Linked DNA regions of Sus scrofa: region 1 is linked to region 2. A link is a contact called in public HiChIP or PLAC-seq data. All regions are on one chromosome and are shown on one strand. The core of a region is the stretch at or near the end of the contact, and the rest is flanking DNA. Distances in the headings are between cores, read along the strand shown.

What was found. HiChIP or PLAC-seq counts read pairs in DNA pulled down with a chosen protein or histone mark.
Region 1: a contact with region 2 is called in an H3K27ac HiChIP or PLAC-seq map of skeletal muscle. The contact joins the enhancer-like site here to the promoter of LOC100520512 in region 2. A contact is called at or near these places in 8 of 47 Hi-C or Micro-C datasets (alveolar macrophages, differentiating spermatogonia, epiblast stem cells and 2 more) and 1 of 2 datasets of contacts at active chromatin or transcription factors (skeletal muscle).

What each region holds. Positions count from the first base shown.
Region 1 is chr12:11,451,702-11,455,703 of Sscrofa11.1, forward strand. No RefSeq gene overlaps it. Among named protein-coding and RNA genes, the nearest start is that of FAM20A, 150 kb to the right of the region's middle. Within about 2 kb of position 2,735, at least 9 of the 83 cell types and tissues checked have an H3K27ac peak or open chromatin away from gene starts, as enhancers often do. A contact at or near this core is called in skeletal muscle, where this site is marked.
Region 2 is chr12:11,365,102-11,368,687 of Sscrofa11.1, forward strand. LOC100520512 (ATP-binding cassette sub-family A member 8) reads left to right here and starts at 1,633. Exons shown (of 42, transcript XR_002337431.1): 1 at 1,633-2,021. The region is part of intron 35 of ABCA6 (ATP-binding cassette sub-family A member 6); the gene reads left to right.

The DNA of each region.
Region 1 (4,002 bases), core at 1,485-3,984, 88 kb after region 2:
ACTCCAAGCTGCAGCTGTTGGCCTATGTCACGGCCACAGCAACATCAGATCCCAGCAGCATCTGCGACTTACACCGCAGCTGGCTTCCAGATCCTTCACCCACTGCGTGAAGCCAGGGATAAAACCTGTGTCCTCATGGATACTAGTCAGGTTGGTTACCACTGAGCCACAATAGGAACTCCCAGAATTTCCTTTTTTTTTGTAGTCATTTAGAATTTGGGTCTTCCTTCTTCTCTTCACATCCAAGAAAAACAAAACAAAACTGTGAACCTGGAGTTCCCATTGTGACACAGCAGGTCAAGATCCCAACATAGTATCTGTGAGGATGTGGGTTCGATCCCTGGCCTTGCTCAGTGGGTTAAGTATCCAGCATTGCCTTTGCCGCAAGCTGCAGCATAGGTTGCAGATGCAGCTCAGATCTGGTGTTGCTCTGGCTGTGGTGTAGACTGGCAGCTGCAGCTCCGATTCAGCCTCTAGTCTGGGAACTTCCACATGCCACAGGTGCGGCCCTAAAAAACAAACGAACAAACAAAACCCACAAGACCTAACTAAATGGAGATTCTAGAGGTGAGATCTTAGCCTTTGGGAACCTGAGGGGTGTGTCTTAGATTTGGAATTGAGAGGGAGCCCGTCTCCAGGTTTTAAGTAGGTTGCTGCTGAGCTGTTGCAAACGAATCAATGAGATCAGAACATTAAAAAGTGCGAGGAGTTCTTCTGACCCTGGTTATTTGAAATACGGCTCGCCAGTCTGGTTGGGATGGTTCTGAAATCAAGGAGAGGAGAAGGTAGCGTTTTAGACTCCTAGCCTCTCCAGTACTGATGGGCACATGGAAAGAGGGTGGAATAAACGTTGGAATCCAGTCTTTCAAATATCTTCAGCCCCTGCTTCTCCCCTGAGCTCCACTCACGTATCCAACCACTTGCTTAATTTCTCTGGTTCAATGCCTAACTGGCATCTCAAACAAAACGTGTCTCAGATCAGCACTTAATATTGCCCATAGCCTTCTCCAGCTCAGTTGTCAGCCTATGGGCTGCCTTGCTTTCTCTCTTCCCTCCTTCCCCTCAGCTGATTGACTCTACTCCTAAATTACACCCCCAGTCCATCCACTTCTTTCCATCTACAGATGTCACCAGAGCCCAAGCACTGTCTCTCATCCAGATTTCTGCATCAGCCTCCCCTGGGTTGCTCCTGTACCACTCGTACACCCTGTGTTTCATGCTCCGTGTGGCAGCCACAGTCCTATCACGTCCTCCAGCATCCTTTGCAAATCCTACCATTGCATGAAAAGAAAATTCAAACTCCCTGTGCTGTGCAGGCTCACAGATCCTTATGTGATGCGGCCTCTGCCCATCTCTCGAGACGCCAGCCACATGGATCTTCTTTCTGTTTCTTAAATGCACTAAGATTGCTTCTACCATAGGATCTTTTCATCCGCATTCCCTCTGCCAACAACTTTCTTCCCCCAGACATTCATCTGCTTGGCTCCCGATTATCCTTCAGGTCTTGGCTTAAATGTCTCCTCTTCAAAAATATCACCGTGACCACCCAGTCAGAAGTAGCTCCCCATCCCTCTCTTTGCCCTGCCTGTTCTTCTCCAGTTTTCTAGTTTATTCGTTTATTTGTGCATGCCTCGTCTCCCCCTAATTAAAGGCGGTCTTCTTGAGAGCAGAGGTCTTGTCTGTCTTGTTACCCATAGTTTTCCCCTGGACTGGAACAGTCTTTGTCTCATAATGGCAACCAGCTAACAGTTACTGAATTAATTAACTAACTAAATACAACCCCTGCTTCTCTTTGTTCTAACACTTACTACTGTGTCATATTTTTTCTCTGTTGAGACGATCACTTCTTGAGGTATAGGAGATGAAAAGTAATTTTCTCCCTGCCCTTGTAGTAATAAAGGACATATTTAACAGGAGAAAAACAAACAGAAGTGTAATAATGCATATGTACATGGGAGATACCCAGGAAAACTGAGTGCAAGCATAATTACATAATACACCAATGGTAGCAGATTCAAGTAACTGACTCTTGGTTCTTTCTGGTAGTGAGCGTCAAGTTTGAAGCAAAGACTTCAGCAGTAGGTTTCCTTGAATGTAGGTCCCACAGGACGGGTAGGAATACGCAAAAGTCACCAAGGGGAAAGTATGAAAAGCAGGTGGAGAGGTAGGGAGGCATGAGAACACCTAAACCAATTCCCAGTCCAATTTGGAGAAGTCCAAGACCGACAAACTGTAAGATCATTATTTCAACTGCCTAGAGAATCAGAGGATGGGGGATGGGGGGGTGGACACCAAAAAAACTTCCCAGAGCCCCTACTTTTCAGAACTGTCACCCGAACCATTTTTATATAATGCGTATGGCCGTGGTTTGTGGCCATTCAATGTGAGAGGCTATTGAACTTATTGCAAAATGCAAACTGCAGCTGCTGAGCGTTTAGTTGTAGCTGTCTAAGCAATGTCACATCCAGTTCCTGCTCGTTGTACAGTCTGTGGGTTCCTTTGTAAATGACCTTATCCTTTCTTTCCTCTGACAACAGATTTTGAATAGCAGAGATCCTTAAAAACAAATACAGGGAGATTGCTATTTCCAGATAAACACAGATTTCTGACACTCTATGCTGCATATCTACTATATTTAAAAAAAGAGAGAGAGAGAGACGTTATGAAGAAGACATGCTCTGTGTTTCCCAAAGTCGAAGAGCGCAGCTCCTTTAAGAAATCCCCGCAGGGCAAAGGACAGAGAGAAGGCGGACCTGAGTTCTGTGATGACAAGGGTGGTGCTGTTGGGGAGAAAGAATTTTCCTCTACCCTTCAAAGTCTTTCAGCTGGTCTGATAAATTGATGTGAGACAGATCAACAGGAGAAAAACAAGTTTAATTGTATTCGTATGAGAATTTCACGTACATGAGAGGTTCAAAGACAGAGGGTAAAAGAAGGGAGAGACGCCTTCCTGAGCTAAGGAATGGGGGTGCGGGGCTTCGAAGGGGGGCAGGGCAAGGCTCAGGATGACTGAGGAAGAGCCGATGTTGGATGATTAGATTTGCCCTGCCACACAGGAGGGTCTTTCTCGGAAAAAAAAATCTCTGGTAATTATTCTCATCCCGGAAAGACCCTCTTTTTAAATTCTTCTAGGCAGTTGAGGGAGGAGCAGACATGTCTCTTGAGACCACAGGGTCTCGGTTGCCTTCCGCTCAAGATATTCCGCGTGCCAAGGAGGCATGTTTCAGGGAGCTTTGTCCTGAACCCCTTCAAGGGGATCACTGGCTTCCTTCCCATGCATCCCTTCTCCTGGGATTTTTGTAAGAATCAGATGCAGAAAGCATAACGTGGGTTATTCATTAGATTTCACTTCCCCCATATAGTGAACATGCCTCTTAGCTTAAACATACAAGGATTTTTTTTCAGTTGCACCTGCAGCATATGGAAGTTCCTGGGCTAGGGGCTGAATCCAAGCTGCAGCTGCAGCCTATGCCACAACCATGGCAACACCGGATCCAAGCCACTTCTGCACCCAGCTTGTGGTAACGCTGAATCCTTAACCCACTGTGCTAGGCTAGGGATTGAACCCACATCCTCATGGAAGCAAGATTGGGTCTTTAACCCTCTGAGCTACAATGGATGCTCTTCAAATGTACAGGGATTTTAAAAGAAAATAGCTAAATTACTGCATATTTTCATTTATTATTCATTTAATCTCATCTTGATTAAAGGGGTTTTTTTTTACAATAAAAATAAAGTAGAACCAGACTATTAGGACATGGATGAAAGAACAGAAGAACGAAAACAAAAACAATACCAAAAAGACACATGATCGAGAAGAGGAAAAACATGGATAAAAATTTAGGGACGTGTAAAATGATACACCATTTATGAGAATGACTTTAAAAGAGAATGAAATTATTTTTCATGATTAAAATGACCACAGCTGTATCTCAAAGGAATTAGTCCAATCTGGCCAGCCAGATTTCACAATAAACGAACACTTGACAATACTGCAGCTGC
Region 2 (3,586 bases), core at 383-2,882:
ACCCCTGTCACAATAACATCTAAGTCTCTGTGTCAACAAGCTCCACCACAGCCCAGCAGGCTGTCAACTTCTGGAAAAAAATCTTACTCTGCCAGTACATTATCCAGTAATATCTCTCAAACTGTTCATGGTAAGGGGCTATTTCATTTCTAATCTGCAGACCAATATTTTTTAAAAAATAAAAAAAAGTGTACTGTAGGGTCACAGAAATGTTGAATAGTTATAAAAGCATGCACTCACTTTTTTTTTTTTTTTTTAACTGTATTCACTGGCCAGAAACCAGCCATGCCTTGGGCAGTTCTGCCTAAGTGCCTGACATACAGTGGCTGAGGTTGGTGTCTATGGCAACAGACACTCCTCACCAGGGAAGATTATTTAGGAGGCTCTTTACCCTGGTCTGGCTCATACTCTCCTACATCACCACCCCCAGTCCTGCTAGTAAACGAGCCTCCAAAATATTAAATGCTGTTTCTCCCCATCTCCAGTTTCTCCCACCTGAGCACATCCACTTTTCAGGATACCTCTAAAATAATCACTCACATTATTATTTTTTTTTCTTTCTTCTTCTTTTTTTTCTTTCTTTTTTTTTTTTTTTTTTTTTTTGTCTTTTTAGGGCCACACCCTCAGCATATGGAAGTTCCCGAGCTAAGGGTCGAATCAGAGCTGTAGCCACCGGCCTACACCACAGCCACAGCAACGTGGGATCCAAGCCGCATCTGTGGCCTATACCATAGCTCTTGGCAACGCCGGCTCCTTAACCACTGAATGAGGCTAGGGATCAAACTTGAGTCCTCATGTATACTAGTCAGACTTGTTTCTGCTAACTCCTAATCACTCATTTTCTAATTCACACCGTCTTTATTCTCCTAGATCATCAATGACAGGAAGCTAAAGAAGACAGGTCAGCAGAACCTGAGTTTTTACCAGCTAAAGCCCATCCGCATCTCAGTTTCAGAGGGAAGTTCTTCCCATCCCATCCGTATATGCGGCCTTCCCACGGTAACCAGTACCATCCGCTCATGCATCTAGGCAGCTTATGACTGTAGTAAAATGTCTGCTCGTGTGTGTTACAAACAGAGAAGGTGGAACTGAAATTTTATACAGTAATAACCAGGATGACAGGGATTGGGAATTCCACGGAGAGTTAAGGTATGCTGACGTTTCTTTCTTAGCAGCCAAGATGAGAGTAAAAAAATGTCAGGCTTTGATAGAATAAATTATAGCTATGAAGCAATGTCCAAAATGTAAGGATTAAACACTGAAGGAATGACATTTCACTGCTGAAATGTTTCTAAGATGTTTCTTATCAAAATGTTTCTAAGATGCAAAGATTTGGAAGAGGCGGCATCTCTGTACTGTTTTCCACAGTGGCTGCACCAGTTTACTTTCCCTCCCACCAGGCATAAGGATTCCCTTTTCTCCACATTCTCGCAAACACTTGCTGTTCGTTGTCTTTTGGATACCAGCCATTCTGACAGTAGAGAGATGATATCTCATTGTGGTTTTGATCCACCTTTCCCGGACGGGTATTTATCTGAAGAAGACAAAAACATTAATTGGAAAAGACATATGCACCCCTATGTTCACTGAAGAATTATTTGCAAGAGTCAAGACATGGAAGCAACCTAAGTATCCATCCGTAGATGAGCCGAATGGATAAAGAAGATGTGGTACACATATCCAATGGAATCTTACCCAGCCTTAAAAAAGCAATGAAATCTTGCCATTGGTAACAATATGAATGGGCCTGGAGACACTTATGCTCAGTGAAATAAGTTAGAGAAAGACAAATACTGTATAATTTCACTTATATCTGGAATCTCAAAAACAAGACAAATGAACAAACAGAAAGAGTCACAGATGCAGAGAACAAACATTTGGTGGCAGTGGGAAGGAGGAGCGGGAGAAGGAAAGAAGAGGTGAGGGAGACGAAGAGGGACAAACTCCCGCCGACATTTCCTGGCAAGGTCTTGGTTTCATGGCCATACCTGACTGCAGAGACACTGGGAAATGGACTGTAGGTAAGTGCTTAGGAAAGTAAATGGGGGGAAAGAAACCTATAAACACTGAAGAAATACCGTTAAGTGATGAGCTCATAATGTCAACCACAGAGGGTAAAGTTGCAGAGGAGCCAGGATAATTCTTAAAGGAAAGGATAAAGGAATCATTTACCAAGTCTTATGAAGCTCTGTAATTAAGTCAGTATGGAAGGGATATGCAAAGAAACCAGTAGTAAGAACAGAAAGCCAGAAAATGAGAATGAAGCCCCCGAGAAAGAATCCATGAGAAAAGAGCTATTACGTAAATGGTGTTGTGACAATTAGCTTGACAAATGTTAAGGAAAAATTTAGATCACTGCTTTGTGCCTTATACGAAAAGGAACTGTAGGTGAGCTGAAGACATAATGTGACACATACTTTAGGAGTCATAGAGGAAAATATAGGAGAGTGTATTTTGACGTCCCGAAAGGAAAGTGATTCTAAAACAGGATACACCCACGGAGTTCCCTGGTGGGCCATCAGTTAAGGATTTGGTGTTGTCACTGCTGTGGCCTGGGTTCAATCCCTGGCCCGGGAACTTCGGCGTGCTGCAGGGCAAGGCCCCCCAAAACCAGGACACACACACACACACACAATCATAGAGCAAAAATTATGGTGTTTCATTATAGCAACATTAAAACTTCCATACAACAAAGGAAAAGATAACGATAAGATTAAGAAAATTAAACAGTTAGCAAATGTAGGTTAAGTTCCATGAGGCTAGGGACTCTAGTTACCTTGCTGCTCCCTCTGGAAAATCTCTTTATGCAATGTCTGTGACATAGGAGGAATAAAAAAATAATAACGCGGTGTGAATGAAGCCACGTGCTGAACAATTAAGGTGCTTTATTCTGACAAAGATGAAGAAGTTTGATCACAAGACCTCAACCACAAAGGCAAGATCTAACAAGTCTGGGATATTTCATTTTTCAACACAGTAGATGTCCTATCTTTGTATAAACCTGATTTGGGGTATTCCTGCTCAGAATGAATGCTTTCCCCTTTGCTAGGTTATTACCGAGCCTACTACAAAGAGAAGGATGTTGTGGAAATATTCAGAGGCTGCAGGCTCTGAGAATGAACGTTTCTCTGCAGGTGCTACTAAAAGGGAGCAGCGGAGGGGCCCCCCTGGCCTTCCTGTAATGCTGTGGCCCAAGGTGATGGTGGAGGAGCACCTGAAAGGGCCGAGGAAAGCGGCCTCCGACCCGCAGAGAAGCCACACCTGTTCTCTACCTAAGGGGGCTGGGCAGGGCGCAGAGGGGGCATCCGGGAAGCTCAGGGCAGGGGATCTCAGTGAAGACCCAGACCACACCGGATAGATTTGCAACTAGAAACTGGTTTCTTGGATTTCAAAGAGTTATTGTTGCTCTCTGCATGTTAAACATAGAAAGAAAAAAAAATCATTGATAAAATTAATCAAAAAGGCTAAAATTTATGTGTATATCTTAATAATGTGCTTGCATTGCTTTAAAAGGAAAAGTTATCTTTGGGGGAAGATCAGACCAATTTAAGATGGTCCAGCGTTTGTTTTGCTTTGTTTTGTTTTG